Regions from separate parts of the Sus scrofa genome. Here region 2 is linked to region 1. The links are chromatin contacts, called in public Hi-C maps. All regions are on one chromosome and are shown on one strand. The core of a region is the stretch at or near the end of the contact, and the rest is flanking DNA. Distances in the headings are between cores, read along the strand shown.

Evidence for each region. Hi-C and Micro-C count contacts between places; a contact is called where the count stands out from the background.
Region 2: a contact with region 1 is called in a Hi-C map of liver, with 4 times the contacts expected there. The contact joins the enhancer-like site here to the promoter of CEP350 in region 1. A contact is called at or near these places in 1 of 5 promoter capture datasets (fetal liver), 2 of 47 Hi-C or Micro-C datasets (fetal heart ventricle and liver) and 1 of 2 datasets of contacts at active chromatin or transcription factors (alveolar macrophages).

What each region holds. Positions count from the first base shown.
Region 1 is chr9:121,588,837-121,593,873 of Sscrofa11.1, forward strand. It overlaps CEP350 (centrosome-associated protein 350), which reads left to right and starts at 1,838. Exons shown (of 43, transcript XM_021063750.1): 1 at 1,838-1,968.
Region 2 is chr9:121,642,236-121,647,187 of Sscrofa11.1, forward strand. CEP350 (centrosome-associated protein 350) reads left to right here. Exons shown (of 43, transcript XM_021063750.1): 15 at 829-998. Among named protein-coding and RNA genes, the nearest start is that of CEP350, 54 kb to the left of the region's middle. Within about 2 kb of position 2,131, at least 1 of the 83 cell types and tissues checked has an H3K27ac peak or open chromatin away from gene starts, as enhancers often do. A contact at or near this core is called in liver, where this site is marked.

The sequences.
Region 1 (5,037 bases), core at 588-3,087:
CCGTTATGGCTCAGTGGGTTAAGGACCCAGCTACTATCCATAAGGATGCAGGTTTGAGCCCTGGCCTCACTCAGTGGGATAAAGATCCAGTGTTGCCACAAGCTGTGGCATAGGTCACAGATATGGCTCAGATCTGGTGTTGCTGTTGCTGTACTGTAGCCTGGCAGCTGCAGCTCTGATTTGACCCCTAGCTTGGGAACTTCCATGTGCTGCTGGTGCAGTCCTACAAAGATAGAAAGAAAAAAAAAGTGAGTATACTACTTAATAAGATGGTTGAATAAGTTGTAATAACGTGAAAAACATCTATCCCACCGCCTCACACGGAAAGGTTGGGGGAAAATGTAAATAACTCTTTCCTTATCTTGTTTTTCTTGCTACCACTTGCACCACTGGGATACCCACATCTTCTGTTCTCTCCAGCGCAGCTTTCTGGAGACGCAGTACACGTTTTACTTATGTGCAGGATTTTTATAACTCTGTTTACCTCCTATTCAGACACAGTGGCCCGGCTCCCCTGACCAGGAGTCACTTTTCACACTCACTTTTTGGCCTACATTGAGGGGACAGTTATTGCCTTCTGCTTTTAAGATCCATTCAACAAGCATTTATTGAGCATTTATTGATCCACTCAACAAGCATTTATTGTTCCAGTTACTGTGCTAGGCCCTGTTGGGGTATGTATATACGTATGTGTGTACACACACACACACACACACACACACACACAGAAGAAAGGAGGGAAAAGAGTTGTTAAGACACTTAAAGATGAGAAACAGTCTCTGGATAAATAGCTATATGAGTTCAGAAGGTGGAGGAAAGTGATGGGTGGAGAGCTTGTGTGCAGAAGGTGGCATTATTTGCAGAAGAGATGTTATTTAAGCTAAGTCTTGAGAGATGACAGAATTCACCATGCAGAAGCTGGGGAAAGAGGATAAAGATATTAGAAGACATGATGGTCACAGAATCTCTTAAAGCACAGTTGTATCAATGCCAACATCTAAAGCGAGGAAACTCCGTTTTCCTTGTTCTGAAGTCCTAAGCCATTAGAGTCCTTGCTGAACAGAATTGTAACCCTCGCGAATAAAACGGCTACAGTGACAGCAGTGGGCAACTGCCGCAGCCGCAGAGCTGCAATTACTCTAAAACTGACTGGGGTACAGAAGATTTATTTAGACAACCACTGGTGAAACATCGTAAACTTTGGGAAGCTGCAATTTTCTGACTTCGAGTTCATCCTTGTCACAACCTCAGCTTGTGTGTTTTTTTTTTTCCGGCCGGAGAGTAGAAATGCGCAGCCAGAGGCCCAATTAGCTTCAGATGAAGGAGGGCGGGGGGAGGGGTGGGGGGAGGTCTCCGCTGCGGATCTACTTTAGCTCCTCCTGAATCCTGCAAGGAGAAAACTTCGCCACACTAAACATGGCGCCATCAAGTGTCCTTTCTTCGTTTTTTCTCACACTCACTTTTTGACCACACTCAACATGGCTCTAACAGAAGGTTGCATTCCTGTGGCAGCGTCTCGGGACAGTTCTCGCGAGGCTTGCCAAGACACCCGCCCCCACCACCCCGCGACTGCTCCCGCCCTGCCTCGCGCCGCCGCCACCGCCGCTGCCGCCGGCGCGGCTCCTCCTCCGTGTCAGTTGTTGGGCTGTAATGGCGACTGGGCCGCCGCTGCCGAAGTGACTCCCGGGCGGGGGAGCCGGGCCAGACCTGCGCCAGAGGAAACTGCAGAGAGCCGCAGCTCAGAGGGTGGCTTGCTGTGGGGGAGGGGAGGCAGCTTTTCCGCCTCTCCTTCCTTCTCTGCAGACCGGCGGATCCCGGGAGCCGGTCTGAGGCGGGCACCCGGTGCGTCCCCAGAGCGGAGAGGCCAGGCCGGGCAGCCCTGGGGCCAGTCGGGGCGGCGTCACTGCACCCTCCGCCAGGCCCCGCGGGATGCACCGTGGGAGCCGAGGGCGGAGGCGACATTCTCAGGTGAGCTGTGGGAGGACCTGGCCAGGACCGCGGACGCTCGCTTAGCCTCTGCTGTCTCTGTCCGCGGTCCCGGGTCCCCGGCGGCGGTGAGAGGCGGGGCGGGGCGCGGGGAGCCCTGGCCCAGCTGGGCGTCCCCGTCGGGGAGCCTTCGTGGGTCCTGAGGCTTTGCTAGGAGGGCCATTCCGAGACCTGGGTTTTAGATCCCGCTGTTGCCGGCGGTAGACGGGATTTTCTTCCTCACCTGCCAGTGCCTGCGCCTCCTCCCCCGCCCCTTCTCTTTTTTGAAAGATGTGAGATACCTTTCGCCTTTGGTCTCCGGAGAAGTGACCCTTCTTCTTTCGGAGATCAGGCATATTTTGGGAAATTCCGGGGAACTGGCCCCCGTAGCAGGGATGACTAGTTTCTGTTCCTTTTTGGTGGGGAAAAACATTCTCAAGTATTAGGGAAAACTTTCATCTTCTGCTCCAGTCTGGCGGTTGCTGAATGTAGTCTGTCCGTTTATTCACCAGTGATGTAGGGGGAGATTTTAAAAGCTTGTACGCTTTGAAAGTTGTCAGTATTTTCCCCGCCCTCTTCTAAGTGGAGCCTAACAAGCTCAATGATATTTAGCTAATGTCACACATATGGGGTTGGAATTTGGCTGGCTATCCTAAAGGATAGGAAGTTGCACATAGGCATACATTTAAATGTGGTTTTAGTGTAGTAGCAAATCCTCCATGTAGGAAAAAAGGCATTGTCAGGAATAGTGATCTGTATCCACCTATGTACCTACCAGCTTGTTTTGTTTTGATGGTGATTCTTGTTTTGAATTTGGAAAAGTCGTTAATGCTTATGTTGCCATGTTAATGAAACCTCCTACAGCCCTGTATCTAAAAGGTTTTAAAGGAAAGGCTATCTTAGGCAGTACTAGTAAGAACTTGAAAAGGTTTGTAGAAGTAATGATAAAATACTCGTCATTTAAAACATTTCTTAGTTTAAAATTTTGTTTTTAAACAAGGCAGAATGCCGCTAATAACATGAGATTTTAACTTGGGGGATTGGTTGTTAGACCAGTGGTAGAAGTTACTTTAAGTCCATGGGCGTGTAATAATTAGTTTTGGTGCGCTAAACTGACCAACTCCATTCATTGTAATAAAAATGAATCTGAACCATTTGAACCTTCATTGCATTGACTTTGATGCTCTAATCAGAAAAATAAATATCAAGCTAGAATACATTGTATGTGTGGATAAATACATGTGTATCTCATCTTTTCCTAGTGAGTAGCTTGGGCTTGTGTTTGTAATGATGGTGCGTTATAATACATAAACAATTTCATACACATGTGGAAGAATTTCTGTTTCTCTTTAGATATATTGGTGTGTAGTGTTATGTAAGAGCATTAATACTTGAATAGCCAGCCTTCTGTGGGGTAGTCAGTTTTATGAGTTATGAAGTTCCTGGACCAGGTATAGAACCCGTGCCACAACAGCGAACAGCCGCTGCAGTGACAAGGCTGAATCCTTAACCCACTGAACCACAAGAGGACTTAACTCTTCTGTTGCCCATTTTGTAAACATACCATATCATGGACAGAAGAAAGATGAAGTCCCTAATGAATTTTGTTGCTTAATAGCTGTGAGTTACAGTAGGAGCAAAAAGAAATTGTTTGAAATAACTTACATCATTTTTTGGTGTGCTTCCACGTTAACTGTTTTATTTAGTCCTCATAGCAGTTTTGTCAGGTAGATTTGATAAATGTCCTAATTTTGAGTTGTGAAGATTGACACACAAGAAAGTTCACTTATTATTGTGACTGATGCTCTTATTTCCGCAGATCTAGGACTTTAAAATTTTTCTACATTTACTTTTATTGAGGTATGACATTGGTTTCAGGTGTACGAAATAATGGTTCCGTCTTCGTGTATATTGCAAAGTGATCTCTGTAAGTCTAGTTAATGTCATATAATTAGTTTTATTTAAAATTTCAGCAAGTAGTATTTTTGTTTGTTTTTAGGGCTGCACTCGAGGCATGTGGAAATTCTCAGGCTGGGGATCAAATCGGAGCTACAGGTGCCAGCCTACGCCACAGCCACGGCAATGCAGGCTCCAAGCCGCATCTGCGACCTACACCACAGCTCATAGCAATGCTGGATCCTTAATTCCCTGAATGGGACCAGGGATCAAACCCGCATCCTCATGGATCCTAGTCAGGTTCGTTACCGCTGAGCCATGACAGGAACTCCCTGGGATTTAGTTTTTTAAATCAAAAAAAAGTTAACTTTTTCTTTCTTTTTGACAGGCCACTGGTTCTTTATGTTGATGTCTGTTAGTTCTTTAAAAACATTAATGTTTCCATAGCATTACGTTAATTATTAAGATTGTCTGTTAACTGTTGTGCACCCAGTGCCTAGCACATAATAAAATAGTCAATAAATATTGGCTGACTAGAGAGTGGTCTTGACTAGAGAGTGGTCTTGGCATAATACTTAAACAGAAAAACCCACGTTAGTTTCATGGTTCCTAGGCACACATCAACTCTTAAGAATATACTTACTTCAGGGAGTTCCTGTCATGGCTCAGCTGTAACAAACCTGATGAGTATCCATGAGGAAGTGGGTTTGATCCCTGACCTGGCTCAGTAGGTTAAGGATCTGGTGTTGATGGGAACTATGGTGTAGGTTGCAGATGTGGCTCAGATTTGGTTTTGCAGTGGCTGTGGTGTAGGCCAGCAGCTGCAGTTTGGATTTGACCCCTAGCCTGGGAAGTTCCATATGCTGTGGGAGTGGCCCTAAAAAGCAAAAAAAAAAAAAAAAAAATCTACTTAGAATAAGCCACAGGTAGGTCCTGAAAACTTTATTGACTTTTAATGATTTGCTTAGGTGTTCTGGCAATAGGTATTGTAATTTAAAGAAAATGGGAGCTTTAAGACCCTGACCTGTTGTACTAGTACTATAATTATGGGCTTGTAATAACTTTAAGTCATTTCTTAATTATAGCATTGAGAGTTTTAAATCTTAAAGGTCAGGTAGTCCAGTTCCCACGTTTTATACCTAAGTAAACAAAGGGTCATATAGAGGAAATATCTCA
Region 2 (4,952 bases), core at 881-3,380, 54 kb after region 1:
TCCTGTTGTGGCTTAGCGGAAGCAAACCCAACTAGTATCCATGAGGATGCAGGTTCGATCCCTGGCCTTTCTTAGTGGTTTAAGGATCCAGCATTGCTGTGAGCTGTGGTGTAGGTTGCAGACATGGCTCACATCCTGTGGTTGTGGTAGGCCAGCAGCTGCAGTTCTGATTTGACCCCTATCTAGGAACTTTATATGCTGCATATGTGGTCCTAAAAAAGAAAAAAAAAATTTTATAATATATCAAATTATAAATTTGAATAGAAATTGAGGCCACATTTTTCAGTATCCAGCATTATACTTTTTTCTCTTATGAGTCTTGAGTTACCCATTTTTACTAGTTCCACTTTAGTAAAAAACTGCCGGAGACAGTTCCCGTCGTGGTGCAGAGGAAACGAATCCGACTAGGAACCATGAGGTTGCGGGTTTGATCCCTGCCTCGCTCAGTGGGTTAAGGATCTGGTGTTGTCATGAGCTATGATGTAGGTCGCAGACACGGCTTGGATCCCACGTGGCTGTGGCGTAGGCCCGCATTGTAGCTCCGATTAGACCCCTAGCCTGGGAACCTCCATATGCCGCAGGTGTGGCCCTAAAAAGACAAAAGACAAAAAACAAACAACAATAAAAAAACTGCCGGAGACTTTTCTCAGTAATAAATTGAGCCATAGGGAATAATCCAGGCTTATGGTTATAGGAAAAGAATTGGAAAGCATCTTTGATAATAGTTTTCTCCTTGTGTCTAATTATATTTTAGAATATCTGTGTATTTAGCTCTGATTGGACACTTTTTATTTCTTTCTTTAATCGCTATTCCTTGTTTTTTGATAGTGTTGGTAGTAACAGTTTAGGTATTCAGGAGGACCATTCTAGCAGAAAGTCTGCCTGTGATCTTTCCTCTGTGGATGTTACCTCCCAGCACTCATCAGGGGCCCAGTCTTCTGCATCATCTCGTTCATCTTCTTCTAAAGGAAAGAAAGGAAAAAAGGAAAAGATGGAATGTAAGTGGAATTCTACATTTTTTTTTTTTTCCCTAACCAGTGATTTTTGTGGTAGTGATCTAAATTATGATTTGGTTCCATAAGTTAGATGAATTTCTTTATGATAATAATTTAATAGGCTTTCATATTTATCATCACAATATCTTTTGATGTATAACATAAATCTTTTGCTCAATACAAAAGGAATACATTAATAAGATAAAAATTAAGGATTATAGATAAACAATCAAACAAGAAATATAAATCCCTATTGATTCTTCTGCTCAGAGATAACTACAATTAATATTTTTGGTGCCCGTTTTTCCAGTATATACATAAAACCATGCATATTCCCACATACATCCTTATTTAAAAAACGGAAGTGAGGAGTTCCCTCCTGGCTCAGTGGATTAAGGATCTGGTATTGTCACTGCTGTGTTTCTGGTTATAGCTGTGGCATGGGTTCAGCCCTGGCTTGGGAACTTCTACATGCAATAGGCAGGGCCAAAAACAACAACAAGTGGCATCATATTGTTTTGTAAGTACTTTTTAAACTTTATATTGTGTACATTTCTGAGTGTCATTAAATGTAATACTAAAATTTCCTTATCTATAAAATAAAGTTGCTAATAGAAGCTTCATATGATAATTTTGAAGCTGACATATGTAATGTGTACATCTCAGTACTTGGCACAGTAGCTGTCCCTTTGGCACTCTTATTTTTGAGTGCTTGAGTATACCTTTCAGTCCCCTTCTACTCTTGGTTATAATTTGCTCTGTATACTTAAGATGACAAGATATACTGATTAGGCAAGGGCCTCTTAGCTCACAGGATGGTGCCTAGGGAATGATTTTGCTTCCAAAATTATTTTTTCTAACAGTAAAAATTGCTCATTGAGTTTAAAAAAGAGAGAGAGAGAAGGAGCAGGAATCTATAAATATAGAAAACCTATTTAAAAATTTTAAATCACCTAAATTCTTCCATCTAGAGATAACCAATATTAACATTTTTTAGATTTTATTTTATTGTGGTAAAATATACTGAACATAAAATAACAGATCATTTTACCTGTTTTCAAATGTACTGTCACAGAGTTGCACAACCATCATCATTACCCAACTCCAGAACTTTTTCGCCATCCCATGGTGAAACTCTGAACCCATTTAACAGTAATTCCCTCTTCCTCCCTTCCCCCAGTCCCTGCTAACCGGTGTTTTCTTTCTGTCTCTATGAATTTGACTACTCTAGATACTTCATATAAGTGACATCATCCAAAATTCATCCTTTTGTGTCTGGCTTTTTTCATTTGGCATAATGTCTTTACATCCATGTTTTTTATAGAATGTGTCAGAATGTCTTTTGTTTTTAAGGATGAATAATATTCCACTATATGTATATACCACATTTGGTGTATTCATTCATCAGTTGATGGACATCTTGGGTTTTTTTTTTACCTCTTCGGCTGTTGTGAATAATGTGGACATAACATTGCTGTACAAATACTGTTTGACTTACTACTTTCAGTTCTTTATATTTATACCCAGTTATAGACTTGCTGGATCAAAAGGCATGTCTATATTTTTTTTGAGGAACTACCATACAGTTTTCCATGGCTGCTGTAACATAATACATTCTCACCTGTAATGTGCAGGAGTTCCATTTTCTCCACATTTATGCGAACACTTGTTTTTTCCTGTTTTTTTTTTTTTGGCTTTTGTTTTTTTAAAGACTTAGATATCCTTATGAGTGTGAAATGTTAACATTTTTAGTAAGAATCCTTCCAGATGATGGGTAGACATATGTAAATAGAAAATGTTACATGTATGAGATCACAGTTTTGTTCTGTCACTGGGTTGCAGATACCTTTCTGTTAGTGAATATAGATTACCCATTGTACCTACCTAGTGTTCTGTTATTTGAATATATTGAAATTTATTTAGCCAGTTCCCCATTGCTGGATATTTAGGTTCTTTTTTGTAATATAAATACTGCTGCATTGAGTATCCTTACAAATGCATCTTTATGCATTAATCTGGTTTTTTTTCCTTTAGGAAAAAATCCTAGAAGTGAGATAATGGGAGAATGGTATGCCATGCTTAAAATTTGGATGTATTTTGTCAAATAGCTCTTCAGAAAGCTATTGCTAATTTAAACTGTTTACTTCCAATGTAAGAGTGCTAGGAGAAGTTGTTTTTTAATCATTAACCTAGTATAACTCTGTTGCAGATTCTAAGTGTTCTGAAAGTCTTCGGCAGGAACATTAGATATCATTTCATCAACACTACCCAAAGTGTATCATTTCTTATGAAATACTGATTCAGCACAGTAGGCTGTTTCATAGGTATTCTGAGGATAAAAGAGCTCCATGTTTCCATAAACTTGGGAAATACTTTTAGAGTGAAACAGACTTTTTTCTCACAAGATTCATAAACAATTTTAATATGCAAGTATGCATTTTTTATTTTAGATGGAGGATGAGGCTGTAGTATCAAGTATTTTTCACATTTATTTGACCACAGAATCATTTCTTCAATCAGCGTGTTACAATGTGCAGAACACATTTTGGGAAGTGCTTATTAACTTGCTTAGTTCTTTTATTTGGGGGTTGTTGTATTTTGTCATGTTAGTATCTCACCTAAGGTGATTAACCAGTTATTAGCAATTCTATATATATATATATATATATATATTTTTTTTTTTGTCTTTGCCATTTCTTGGGCCGCTCCCATGGCATATGGAGGTTCCAGGCTAGGGGTCTGATCGGAGTTATAGTGCCAGCCTACGCCAGAGCCATAGCAACGCGGGATCTGAGCCACTTCTGCGACCTACACCACAGCTCACGGCAACGCCGGATCCTTAACCCACTGAGCAAGGGCAGGGATCGAACCCGCAACCTCATGGTTCCTAGTCGGATTCGTTAACCACTGCACCACGACGGGAACTCCTTTTTTTCTTTTTTCTTTTCTTTTTTTTTTTTTTTAGCAATTCTATGTTCTAACTCATAAATCAAGTTTACCATCTACTATAATATACTGTACAACTGAAGATATCATGATATGTATAAATAATGTGATTTGGTATAGGTTTTAAAAAATTATAATCTAAAATGTGATTAAATGAGATATAGGTGATATTTTGTGGCTTTCAGTTTCTTTGATCCCCTCTCACAATGCCTTACAAAAGAAAATCTGTATATTTTACTTTCCACAATGGCAGCTTAAATTTAATACTTCATTCCAAGTTCTCAAATGTGTACATTTTGTTGTATATGCTCCATCTGGTGGTAAAAAAGAGTGTCTGCATGCTCACTATAGTTGAATATAGTTGGTAGATTAAAGTGGTAATCATAAGAAAATTAAATTATTATAATTTAATTTAAAAACATGAAAATATACTTTCATTTGGCAGTCTTTTGAATTAAGAGTAAACATTTTCTTTGCATACGGATCCTTTGATTAGAGTTTAGATGTTTCTTGCATAGAACATTCCTTGTATTGTCTACAATTTCTAGTTGTTTGAAGCCAAGAACAATTTTTAAATATGAATTTTCAAAGAAAAATATATTAAATGAATAAAGGGTCTTTTGGGATTTTGTTTTTGCCACACACATGGCATGCTGACGTTCCTGGGTCAGGGATTGAACCCATGCAATAGCAGTCCAAGCCACTGCAGTGACAGTGCTGCATCTTTAACCTGCTATGCCACAAGAGAACTCCTTATTTTTTCGTTTTTTAACCAAATTTTAATGAAGAATTTTTACCTAATTACTATTACTGTGGCATAATAGAGCAATTTAAATTTTTATTTAAAAAATTATTAAAAAATTTTTTTTGACTATGTGATGAGCAGTGGCTTGATGTGGGATCTTAGCTCCCAGACCAGGGATTGAAACTGGGCTGCAGCGGTGAAATCACTGAGTCCTAACCACTAGACCACCAGGGAACTCCTTAAAATTTTATTTTTTATGTGGTAAA